2 separate regions of the Mus musculus genome follow, and region 2 is linked to region 1. Evidence: chromatin contacts called from public promoter capture Hi-C data. All regions are on one chromosome and are shown on one strand. The core of a region is the stretch at or near the end of the contact, and the rest is flanking DNA. Distances in the headings are between cores, read along the strand shown. Region 1 holds the start of Hsbp1 (heat shock factor binding protein 1). Region 2 holds the start of Mthfsd (methenyltetrahydrofolate synthetase domain containing).

Region 1 (6,249 bases), core at 2,240-4,739:
CATTCCCTGAGGAGCCCGTGATGGCAAAGATGAGGTCGGGGCTGTGATCAAGAGCCTTTATCTTCTATGGGTGATTTTCTCCTTAGAACATAAAGTCATCCTCTGGGAGAAAGAGGGATGACATAGCAGGTTGGGGAAACCTGGAGAGGTTAGGGATGCCCTGTGAAAGGGCAGGAGCCACCCTAGGTACTGGGAAGATGAGCCCTCACTTCCTGTGTATCAGCTACCTGTCTTGTTACTAAGATAAACTAGCCAACAAAAGAAGCTCAGAGGACAAAGGAATTCTTTGGGTTCCCAGTTTGAGGGTACAGTTCATCACAGTGGGGGGTGCACAGCAGCAGGAGCTTGAGGCAGCTGGTCACATGGCATCCACAGTCAGGAAGCAGAGAGCGATGACTACAAAGCTCAGTTCACTTTCTCCTGATTATTCAGTCCTGGACCCACAATCAAGGTGGGTCATCCTTCTTGTTAACCCTATGACACTCCCTCAGAGATACACCCAGAGGGCTGGAAAGACAGCTCCCCATTAAGAAAGCATAATGTTCCCACAGAGGACCTGAGTCTCACACCACTCACAACCACCTGCAATTCCAGCTCCCCAGAAATCCAGCACCTCTTGCCTCCCTGAGCAAGAAGACACACACACACACACACACAGAGAGAGAGAGAGAGAGAGAGAGAGAGAGAGAGAGAGAGAGGATCTGACACCATCTTCTGGCCTCCACAGGCACCAGGCATGTGGGAGGTGCCACAGACATATATGCATACAAAATATCCATATACATAAAGTAAAATAAAAACCTAAGCAAATGTAATTTTTTAAAAAGACGACGGGGAATATAGCTCAGTGACAGATACAGAACTTACCTGTCATATCGAAACCTGTAGGGTTCAATCCCTATTACTGAAGAAGAAGAAAAAAAAAATCTACACACTAGGGTCCTCCTTTATTTAAATGCAAGACAGAAGTATGAAGAATGGCCCAGCATGAACCAAAAGCCATCAAAGCAAGCGCTTGTAAACCCAAGTTGTCCCGAACACAGAGATGGGAATTACAACTTAAAATTAATCCAGGTCTCTGCATATATGCACAGCAGCTTCATTAACAGAACAAAACTCATGTGTGCTCCCTATCAGCCTCCCACAAAGAGGGCAACAGCCCTAAGTGTAGAGAGGGTTTTTGTGGCCAGGCAGTGGTGCTGCACGCTTTTAATCCCAGCACTTGGGAGGCAGAGGCAGGTGGGTTTCTGAGTTCGAGGCCAGCCTGGTCTACAGAGTGAGTTCCTGGACAGCCAGGGCTACACAGAGAAACCCTGTCTCAAAAAGAGAAGAGAAGAGAAGAGAAGAGAAGAGAAGAGAAGAGAAGAGAAGAGAAGAGAAAGAGAAGAGAAGAGAGACTTAACACACCAGAAATCACATCTGTCCTTAAGTATAAGAAGAAAATTAATCTATCACTCAGGAGGGTCAAGTTTGCAGTTTAGATGAAGAAAAATTCAAACAAACAAAGCCAACAACTGCCAGTGTCCTAGGAAGGAAAGAGGGGAGGAGGCAGAGGCTGGAAAAATGGCTCACAGTTGAGAGGACCTGAGTCTGATTCCCAGCACCCATACTGGGCTGCTCACAATTGTCTGTAACTCCAGCTCCAGGGACCCAACACCCTCTTCTGGATTCTGAGGGTGCCTGTATTCCTGGACACATGCACACACGTGCGTGCACACACACACAATCGCTTTGCTTGTCTACCATGGGAAGGGAGTCCTCCGTGTGAATTGAGGTTGGGGGAGAGGGAGAGGGGGCTGGGGAGGATGTGGTCAGATGACAACTGGGGAAGACAGCTGAACCACACATCTATCTCCCTGGCCAGGCCTGACCCACCTTAGTTACCAATGCTAATAAGACTTAGTCTTCCTTCAGCTAAACAAACTGCAGTTACCCCACCCTCACCCCAAAACACAGTCCTGAGACCAAGCTTGTGTGTCAGTTGCAGACAAATAGTCAGGGGCCATTCTGTGGGACTGGAAGTTGGGGTCCTCACTCAACAGAAAGCAGAATTTTGAAAACTTTCCCAGATGCTGCTGAAGAAGAACACACGGTAAGTAAATAACTTAGGGAAGGTCACAGACCTGGTCCCTTTTGAAGCTGGGCCTCAGCCTGGGTCTGGTGGACGCTGGAGTTCCCTGTTTCTCTCCTTTACTAAACTGTCTCCTGGCCTGTAGCCATCCATGTGCCTGTACAATTCACTGTAACGTAGGAACATGGAGAACTCTGGCCGGTGTTGGCTCTGCAGAGGGGATCAGCCACTCCTCCTGCCCTGTCTAGAGTCTTCCTTAAGCTGCCCAACTCCCTATAACAGCCCCAAGGTAGGGTGGAACAATCGGACCTTATATCCTAACGCCGCGTACCTTCACTGGTTTGCTAGACTCAGAGACACCCCCACTCCAGTCCATAAATGTAAAGAATTGGATCTGTCTTAGTTAGGACATCTATTGCTGTGAAGAGACACCATACCCACAACAACTCTCATAAAAGAAAATATTTAACTGGGGCTGGCTTACAGTTCAGAGGACTAGTCCACTATCATCATGACAGGAAGCATGGCATGTGCAGGCAGACATGGTGCTGGAAGAGGAGCTGAGAGTTCTACATCTGGATCCACACACAGCAGGACACTGGCCAGGCTTGAACTTCTGAAACCCCAAAGTCCGCCTCCTAGTGACACACCTCCTCCAACAAGGTCACACCTACTCCAACAAGGCCAAACCTCCTAATAGGGCCAGTCCCTATGGGCCTATGGGGCCATTTGTATTCAAATGACCACGATATTCTATCCCAGCCTCCTCCACTGCCTGCACTGTGTTTTGTCTGTGTGAGGTTGTTGGGTCTCCTAGATTTGGAGTTGTGAGCTACCCTGTGGGTGCTGGGAATAGAACCCGGGTCCTCTGGAAGAGCAGTGAGTGCTCTTAACCGCTGAGCCATCTCTCCAGCCCCCTAATGTTTTTTAGTAGTAACAGAACACTTTCTTATTTTGTGTGTATGTTTATGTGTGTATGCATGCATGTCACAGCAGTGCACACACAATTTGTGGGAATCGAGTTTCTGCTTCCAACATGTGGATCACAGAGATTGAACTCACAGTGTCAGACTTTGAAGCAAGCTCGTCACCGGCTTCGCCTTGCAAGGCCTGAGTGCCTAACTACATCCATGGAAGAAGCCAACGCTAATCCCCACAATTTTGGTCCATTTCCGGCGTTTTCTCCTCCTCTTCCTCTCGGTTCAGCCTTCAGGGTGGAACTGGGCGGAAGATGAAGGCGGAGCTAAGAACTGGGGGGCGTAGCTTATCCGCAGGCAGGACAATCTGAAGCCTCCTAGGACCTTCCGGTGCGTGGCAGAAACTACAACACCCACAATGCCTCGCGGTCCCGTGACCGTGTAGTCGCGAGAACTGTCGGCTTGTGGGCGTCTGCGCCGAGAAACCGAAGTGTAGGTGACGGTTCCGAGACATCGCCGCCAAGCTGGGCACCGGGGAGATGGCCGAGACGGACCCCAAGACCATGCAGGACATCACCTTGGTGGTAAGCGGCAGCCTCATATGGGCCTGGACACCCCGGGGCCGCTCTCGGCCCTGGCGTGGGGTGTGGCCAGCGGCCTCGGCCCGCGCACCTGCGGGGCTCGCCCTCCGGTCGGCCCCGACCCGGACCCTCCGGACCTGACCCGCAGGGACACCGATCCGAGCTGGCAGGCCCTTGCTGAAGGCCTCACACTCCAGCCGGGAACCACCACCACCCCACCCCCCCTTCATGCCTGCGTCCTCGGCTCCCCAACGCCGGTCCCAGGAAGGGGGTCTCGGCATAGGTTGGGATCGGCTGACTTGTCCTGGTTTCTCTTAGGTGGAGACGCTCTTGCAGCAGATGCAAGACAAGTTTCAGATCATGTCAGACCAGATCATCGGAAGGAATATCCTTTTGATTTGGAGGCAGTTTCTTAACTGTGGGGGTGAGCGGGGTGGTTTACAAACAGATTTCAGTTAGTCATTTAGAAATTGCCTTTTTTTTTACAAAGGGTTTATTATTTTTAATTATATGTATAAGGGGGTACTGGGAGTGACTGAGACCAGAGGCGTTGGATCCCCTGGAGCTGGAGTAACAGGCGGTTGTGAACTGCCCAGTACACTCGTGCCCTCTGCAGGAGCCTCGCGTGCTCTTAACGGCCGAGCCTTTTCCCCGTCCCCACTTAGAAGTGTCTTTCCTGATCTTGGCTATATTGTGTTCCCGTGGAGGACTGTGCCAAGAGCCAGAGACACAGCGAGACCTACCCCAAGCCCTTGTTGGTGCCCCTCCAGAACACCAGTAAAGGGGTTTGCATGGTAACCGTTGTCTGGGAGTACTTCTAGAGTTGGAGGTGTAGGGAAGAAAACTCACCCCAGTCCCCCCGAACCCCGACCGCCAGGCTGTCACTGTAGCCAGATGAAACTGGGGAAGCAGCTGTTTAAACCAGTGGGCGGGGGCCTGGGGGGGAGAGGCCGAGGTGAGGTGATGCTGCCGTGCGGGCTCTTTAACTGTGCCACTAGATGACATGAGCAGTCGGATTGACGACCTGGAGAAGAATATCGCTGACCTCATGACCCAGGCTGGAGTAGAAGAACTGGACCCTGAAAACAAGATTCCTACTGCCCAGAAGAGTTGAAGGTGAGGGGGGGGGGTTACCTCAGCGTAAAACGCCCGTCAGTGCGACGGGGTGGGGGGGTGTCGTTGATCGGTTATCAGGAGACCTCTCTCCTCCCCACCGGTGAACTCCCAAGTTTTTGAAATACCACCCGAAGTGAGATCTGACGCCCTCTTCTGGTGAGTCTGTAGACAGCTACAGTGTACTTATCTATAATAATAAATCTTCAGGCCGACCTGAGCGAGCACAGGTCCTAAATTCAATTCCCAACAACCACGTGAAGGCTCACAACCATCTGTACAGCTACAGCGTACTCATATACGTAAAATAAATAAATCTTTAAAAAGAAAAGAAATGTTCCATGCCAAACTAGTTCCTTGGGTAGATTTCACATTTCCGAGTTGTATTACTTCAAACTTACTGTATCAGTGCCAGGCATGTGCCAATCTTTTTCCTCATAGCACGATGTCAGCTATGAAATTCCCACCTAATCCCAGCACTTGGGAGGCAGAGGCAGGCAGATTTCAGAGTTCGAGGCCAGCCTGGTCTACAAAGTGAGCTCCAGGACAGCCAGGGCTACACAGAGAAACCCAATCTCGAAAAACCAAAAAAAAAAAAAAAAAAAAAAAAAAAATGAGATTGATTTTTCCTTCCTTCCTTCCTTTCTTTCTTTCTTTCTTTATTTCTTTCTTTCATTCATGTACGCTGTCACTCTCTTCAGACACACCAGAAGAGGGCATCAGATCCCATTACAGATGGTTGTGAGCCACCGTGTGGTTTCTGGGATTTGAACTCAGGACCTCTGGAAGAGCAGTCAGTGCTCTTAACCTCTGAGCCAGCTCACCAGCCCTGAAATTGACTTTTGTTAAAAGACTTATTTACATATGAGTGTTTTACCTGCATATGTTCCTCATGCCATGGGAGGCCAGAAGAAGGCATCGGTTCTCCTGGAACTGGAGTTACAGGCAGCACTTGCCACCACATGGGTGCTGGGAACCAAACCTAGGTCCTCTCCAAGAGCAAAAGTGCTCTCAATTGATGAGCCTTGTCCGTCCCATGACGGTTTCATTTTAAGTACGTTAACAGTTTGTGTTGGGCCTCACTCGAACCCTAGGCCCTGCATGGACATACGTGGGACTCGGACACATGTCTATCCGGTAAGCTGCTCACTGAGGACCACTGGATGATGGCAGTTTGGGGCATGTGGTTTTGGTGCCCTGCCCTTACCACTGAAATAGCTCATTGCTTTGTTTTTGGAAATAGTGGAGAACTCAAGCCACCTTCATGAGCATAGATATCTTAAGTCCTAGAGATGTGCGTGTGTGTGATTTTTACTGTAAACTTGACGCCTTTACTCTAAAACCACCTACTGAGGTGAATTTCTTCTTGTAGCCTGCACCTGTGCTTGTTGGGGGAGAGGCACTTTTTTGTTTTTTTCTTGAGACGTAATCTTATGCAACCCTGCCTTGTTGGCCTAGAACTTGCTGTATAGACCAGAACGGCCTCAGACTCAAAGAGCTCCACCTGCCTCTGCCTCTGCCTCTGCCTCAAGTGCTGGGATTAAAGGTGGGCCTCACTTTTACCATC
Region 2 (6,249 bases), core at 2,317-4,816, 1.8 Mb after region 1:
CAGGGTGGGAGCCCCACATCGCTGCCCTTCCTTCCTGGACCATGTGGAAGGTGTCCTGCACAGCTGTGACAGCAGTGGGAGACAAGCAAGTCATCCCCATGGCCTCTGGCAGTTCCAGGGGGATCCCCAAAGCCCCGTGCCTGACATGCAGTGCCAACAGCAGCAGACTTGGCTCAGCAGAGCTACCGTAACATTACATTAACTGTGTCCTTCCATGACACCTTTGCGGGTCTGTCTTTAATCACTCTGCCTGCTTTGGGAGTTATAGTCGCTTAAGAGCTAGGAGCATTAAAACGCACACCGGGTTCTCTTCTCATACTGACAGAGATGCTATAAAGCAGTGTAAGGGGCTGGTGAGATGGCTCAGTGGTTAAGAGCGCCGACTGTTCTTCCAAAGGTCCCGAGTTCAAATCCCAGCAACCACATGGTGGCTCACAACCATCCGTAACAAAATCTGATGCCCTCTTCTGGAGTGTCTGAAGACAGCTACAGTGTACTTATATATAATAAATAAATGAAAAAAGTTAAAAAAAAAAAAAAAGCAGTGTAAGTCCATGCTGGGTTGCTCCTTTTGCTTTGAGATGTGGCCAGACTCTGCTGTATGGGAGACTTCGTATCAGACTTCTAACTGAGAAGGTTTCTTTGTTTCAGGGACTAGAAGAGTAACAATGTAGTGAAAGAAACAGACTGTTGAGAATTGAAGTCATGGCTCAGTCTAGCTCAATACACTGAGCCCACCCATGCAGCAGTGGGATGGAAGTTGAGCCTTCAGGACTGAGGGCAGCTTAGGAAAGAGGAGTTACCTGCAGTGCCAGGAATCGGACACCTTCCAGGGGCTTATCAGGGTCCACTTTCACTTCCTGTGTCCCAGCAAAGACTTCCAGGTCTCTGATGCTCTGGCCAGCCAGGTAGGACCCCTAGTTAGGCAGAGACAGTGCCACCCTTACCTCCAGCACCAGGAAGCGGGCGTTTCTCTGAGGAGCGTCCGGGTTGACTTTAATGGTTCTGGCCACATGGAAAGCTTGCAGGTGTGGGAGGTGCCCCGCAGCCTGAGCAGCACCCTGTGTAGACGTGACTGTGTGTCACTGTGAAGACACGGACGGGCCAGGTCTGGCCTGGGCATCACAGCCCAGCATCCGCCCAGATTCCCCCAAGGAGACAGAAAGAGCCCAGGGTAGGAAGGGGCTAACCCAGAACTCAGTTCTTACGTGAAGAAAACTCTGAAGAGAGCCCAAATCCCAAGGGCAGAGTCTGCGGGATTTCCACAAAGAACGGAGCTTGTGTAAGGACAAGGATGCCCCGAAGGCCTTGATTTGTCTGACTCAGTCCCGAGACCAGGAGCTGGCCCTGTGCTTCCTGTACCCTCTTTCCTGCACTCCATCCGTTTCCCACAGATCACAGAAACAAAACTACTTGGAATGATGGCCTCTAGGGGCTATACAGTCTGCAGCACACTCGGTCAGGACCAGAGCGAGGCCAGTGTAGGAAGAAAGTCCTGGCAACACAGAGTGCTGGTGGATACCTGGTTTTAAGCACACGAGGGCCTTGGTATGTCTTGACAAAGCACTTCAGGTTTTTTTCAAACACCACCCCCCCTCTGAGACAGAGTTTTCTGCAGCCCAGTCAGGCCTCCAATTCACAGTGTAGCTGTGAATGACCTCAAACTCCTGACCCCCTGCCTCCACCTGCCAGGTGCCTCTGAGCCAGCACCTGGCTTACACTGCCTCTTTCAGGCAAGCTATTTTCCATGCAAACTATCAGCAATAGTTGGGTTGACTTATGTTTTGAACAGTTAGGACACTGAGGCCCAGGGCTGGTACTAAAGGCTGGGCTTCCCTCTGTGGGCTTCACAAGCCCCCCTTAAGTGGCTGAGGGAGGCCAGCTCCGTGAAAAGCACCAGGAGCTGCCACAGTGCAGAGACCATGGCCTAAGGGGTAAGGGAGTAGGACCCGTCCAAACACCACGTGTCCTCCAGGCCCTCTGGACTCTGCCTCCGCACACTGTGCCCCCCAAATCCGTCCCACCAGAAAGCAGTGGAGCTATGTCACTGGCACAAATAGCCTAATCCCTTTCTAACAATGCCAGGGACACTTCTGTACCTTGAAGTTGGGGATCCTGTGATGAACGGGTCGGGGAAAGTCAGCTATATCATGGGATTCCATGTAGTCCCAAATCCGTTCACGTATGCTTTGTTTGGAGACACCTACAAGAAGGAAGGACTGTGACGTACTGCTAAGAAGCAATCCCATAATGCACGTGGGCACATCTATACCTGCCACTGTGACACCACTTGCATAGGAATTTGCGACCGAGTCAGACCAGCTTAAGATAACCAAAAGTATTAGTTTTCCCTCGAGCTCCCTGGCCAGTTGAGAGAAGCACCTTCATTTCTGCTAGGAAGCTGGAACACACTGAAACCAACTGTAAATCAATCTGTAGTCTTTCCTCGGCAGTGCTAGGGGTTCCTGCATCCCAGGCAAGCTCTCTACGAGTGAGCTACACACCTTTTTGAGGCAGGGTGTCTCTCTGATCAAAATGGGGCTTGAACCTTTAAGTGCTCTTCCTTCAGCCCCCAAATAGTGAGGTTACGGGTGTGCCACCAGGTCTGGCTAGAAGGTCATCTTTTGAACTAGTTAGTGATCCAGTGGGTCACACCTGGGGCTTTAAGTGTGCTAAGCAAGAACACTATCACTGAGCCACACTCCCAACATGTCCTTTAAACTGTTAAATCTTACAAATGACCTTACAAACCTCACAAGGCAGGCGTATAGAAAGTACATTTGTCTTCCTTGATATTTATAGCTGGTGCAAGCCTTTAATCCGAGCTCTTGGGAGGCAGAGGCGCTCTAAATCTCTAAATTTTGAGGCCAGCCTGAAATACAGAGTGAATTCTAGGGCAGCCAGGATTACACAGAGGAACCCTGACTCGAAGAAAACAAAACAAAACAAAGCACAAAGATGTATTTATTGTATATGTGCACCGCCAGCAACCGAACCGGCGGGGTGTGCATGCAGGTGCGGGAGGGCACTGGGTCCCTTCCCGTGGAACTGGACTTGTGAGTCACCGCATAGGCTTGCTGGGCCTTTCTCCCTCCTCTCTTCTCCACCTCCCTCCCTTCCTCTCCCGCTCGCTCTCCTCTTTCACTTCTCTCCTCTCTCTCCCTTCCTCCCTCTCTCTCCTGCTGGTATCACAGCGTTTGCACCAGCAGACCCCACTGACCAGCAATGGTTGCCTTCCCTACTTTCGCGGCCGGTGCACTTGTCGAGAACGCTTTGCAGCGCGGGCCGGGTGCCTGCTGGGCGAGTGCTCGCCGCCGCTGCGCGACCTCCCCAGCCTGGCTGGCTAAAACCTGTCCAGCCAAGCAAGGCGAGGATGGGACTGATCCTCCCTCCCGGCTGCCAGCCTCGGCGTCCCAGCCGTACCAGGCCGAGCCGCGTCCTCCCCCACGCATGCGGACCACGGGAACAACCGCGCCGTCCCAGCCTCGGTTTCCCCATCACCCTCGGTCTTCCTCACCCTCCTGGGTCTCCATGGCTAACACGTCACCGAGCGACGCCCCGTAGCATGTCCCCGCGCGCTAGTGACGCCAGACGCCAGCGCTTCGTGCTGCACCTGCGCACTGAAGCTAGTGACCCGCAAGGTTCGCGCACGCGCGGTTGGTGCAGTGGGCGGACTCCCGTTCTGGGTTTGGGGTTCCCTGCAGTAGTAGCACCGACGCATTAGAGGACCAGAGGTCACCGCTGGAACTGCCTTGCAACGCGGATGCCCAGGATTTCCCGAGACACACACGCACACAACACGCATACATTTATACCGTATGGAACATATAACACTCTAGGGCGGACGAGATGGTTCAGCGAGATAAAGGCGCTTGTTGCTAAGCCTGACAACTTGAGTTCGATTCTCAGGACCCACACAGGGTAAAAGGAGAAAAATGACTCCCGAAAGTTGTCTTTTGAGCTTCACAAGCTCTGTGTGTGTGTGTGCGAGTATGTATAGTACCTATAGAAACATCCCTTGAAATTCAAGGTTAACAAGGAAACCTGTTTATAGGAGTGGATCTAGGGTTTCCAACTTTCTTTTCTGTACCATGAATTGTACCAGGAACACGTGGTTAGACATAAAAATAAAGACTGTTTATAAAGGAAAGGCACTCCTGAAATGAAGAGGGTTGTAAGTCAGGGACAGCTTGGTCGATTTTGTGTGTGTGTGTGTGTGTGTGTGTGTGTGTGTGTTCCCAATGCTTGTAGTCAGCATACTGTGCATTTGGAGCATCTGTTGGGCTAAGGATGTACAAGTCTGCACTGGCCACTCAGCTCCACACATCCTAGCCTCTGATTGGGGGATGTGAGGGCAGCTATTGTCTGATTGGGGGATGTAAGGGCAGCTAGTGTCTGTTTTGCAGCTTTGCCTTTGCACCTTGAACAGACAAGGCTTCCCTGAACTGCCCTGTACCTGAGAAAGGTGGCGTCATGGGTGCCATCTTCACGGATTCCCCGGTTGGTTAGAGATTGTTAGCACTCAGTCCTTCCTGCCCACTAATCACCAAAATGATTAGTACACTTTTTTTTTTTTTTTTTTTGAGACAGGGTCTGACTATGCAGCCCTGGCTGGCCTTGAAACCACAGACCCACTTGTCTCTTCTCCCAAGGGCTGTGAAGTTGTGAGCCACCATGCCTGGCTAATGTTTGCCTTTCCTGCCCTTCCCCAACCCCAGCTTCCTTTTTCTCTTCCTCTTCCTCCCTCATTTCTTCCTTTCTTCTGTCTCTTCCTGTTCCTTTAGGTGTTTTGAGACAGGGTTGTACTCTGTCCTGACCTTGAACTCACAATCCTCCTGCCTCAACCTCCCAAACTCCCATGTGCTAGGAGTACAGCCCAGTGTCACCGCACCTCAGCTTGCATGTTCTTGCGTGTGTGTGTGTGTGTGTGTGTGTGTGTGTGTGTGTGTGTGTGTTTTGGAGTCATGCTTCCTATGTGTGCAGGTGTGAAGAAGCTGGTGACACCCTCAAGAGCCACCCAGCTTGTTTTCTGACCCACTGCCAGGAATCAGCCTGTCTTTGCTAGATTTTCAAGTGCACACTGACATACCCAGATTTTTATTTTTAAACTTTAACATGGGTGCCTCTGACAAGGCAAGCATTTTACTGACTGAGCCCTTTCTAACTCCAAATGCCTCTGACTGAATCATGGAGCAGTGTCCTGTCCGGTGTCCTCTGATTCCTAGAATTATCATTACTGTCAGATTGTCCTCAGAGAAAGGACTGGGATCTGGACTTTTCACAGCACCTTCTGCATGGACACCAGGCTGCCCCCCCCCCCCAGTCCCCTGAAACCCTCTCTTAGATTAAACATGCTTCCCTGGAAGAGGAGAGGACACCTCTCCAGCAGGGTTTTAACAATCATCTATTTATTTATTTATTTATTTTGGATTATGAGGCAAGACCTCAGAGTCCAGGACCTACATGTTGGAAGGACAGAGCTGACTTCTGACTCCTGGAAGCTGCCCTATGACCTCAGCACAGTCAACCTGGTGCGTGTCCCCCTCCCCCGGACACATAAATGCAAAACATTTTTTAATTAAAATAGGAAGAGATCCTAACAACATGGCGTCTAGCCTGCCCAGATTCCCTCTCCTTCTGCTGTAGTGTGGCCTGGCAGCAGATACAAGCAGTTCCCACCACACTGAACTGGCGTAGCTGGAAAAAAATGGAAGAGGGTAAAGGGCCGCGCGTGTCAAGTACCTGAATGTGATAATGTGATGGACGGCAAAGACTCAGCGGGTGCGATGGGCCTGGAGATGGTCCTGGCTGAAGCAAAGTGACCGTGATCCTGGCTTTGTCACTCCTAAAGGTAAAGCAGGTGCCATGTCCAGGCAGTGGCTTGATCCCCACCGTGCCCCGGCTCTGCCCAGTCCATGTGCATCTTATTGTCCCAGAATCCATCTTCTTGTCACTTTGAGACACTAGTCCAAACTGGGGAGGTTGAGTACAGCTCTCAGCTATTCATGGCCTGAGTCTTAGAAAATCCCAGAGCAGTGGGAGAGGGGACCCTAGGAGGTTCTTGAACATTCTCCATCCACTGACTGGGGTGGAAAGACCTTTACTCTCTGCCTCATTTCTGTTCTATTTTCAGAATTATAATGATATTTTGATTTTTAAAATTTTCCTAATTTACAGAAAAATCTCAGGGCTGCTACAATGGAGGCACTAAGTTCAAAAGCCCCTATTTTGTTACATTTTGATACATTT

The links. Capture Hi-C pulls out chosen DNA fragments and counts their contacts.
Region 2: a promoter capture Hi-C map of liver shows a contact between it and region 1, with 2.5 times the contacts expected there. The contact joins the promoter of Mthfsd here to the promoter of Hsbp1 in region 1. A contact is called at or near these places in 3 of 484 Hi-C or Micro-C datasets (CD4 T cells and the G1E-ER4 cell line) and 1 of 9 other capture datasets (liver).

Annotation. Positions count from the first base shown.
Region 1 is chr8:119,341,049-119,347,297 of GRCm38.p6, forward strand. Hsbp1 (heat shock factor binding protein 1) reads left to right here and starts at 3,490. Exons shown (of 4, transcript NM_024219.1): 1 at 3,490-3,572; 2 at 3,888-3,954; 3 at 4,565-4,685. The coding sequence starts at 3,528. The coding sequence ends at 4,683.
Region 2 is chr8:121,104,771-121,111,019 of GRCm38.p6, forward strand. It overlaps Mthfsd (methenyltetrahydrofolate synthetase domain containing), which reads right to left and starts at 3,567. Exons shown (of 9, transcript NM_001372381.1): 1 at 3,518-3,567; 2 at 2,100-2,203; 3 at 804-917. The coding sequence starts at 3,533.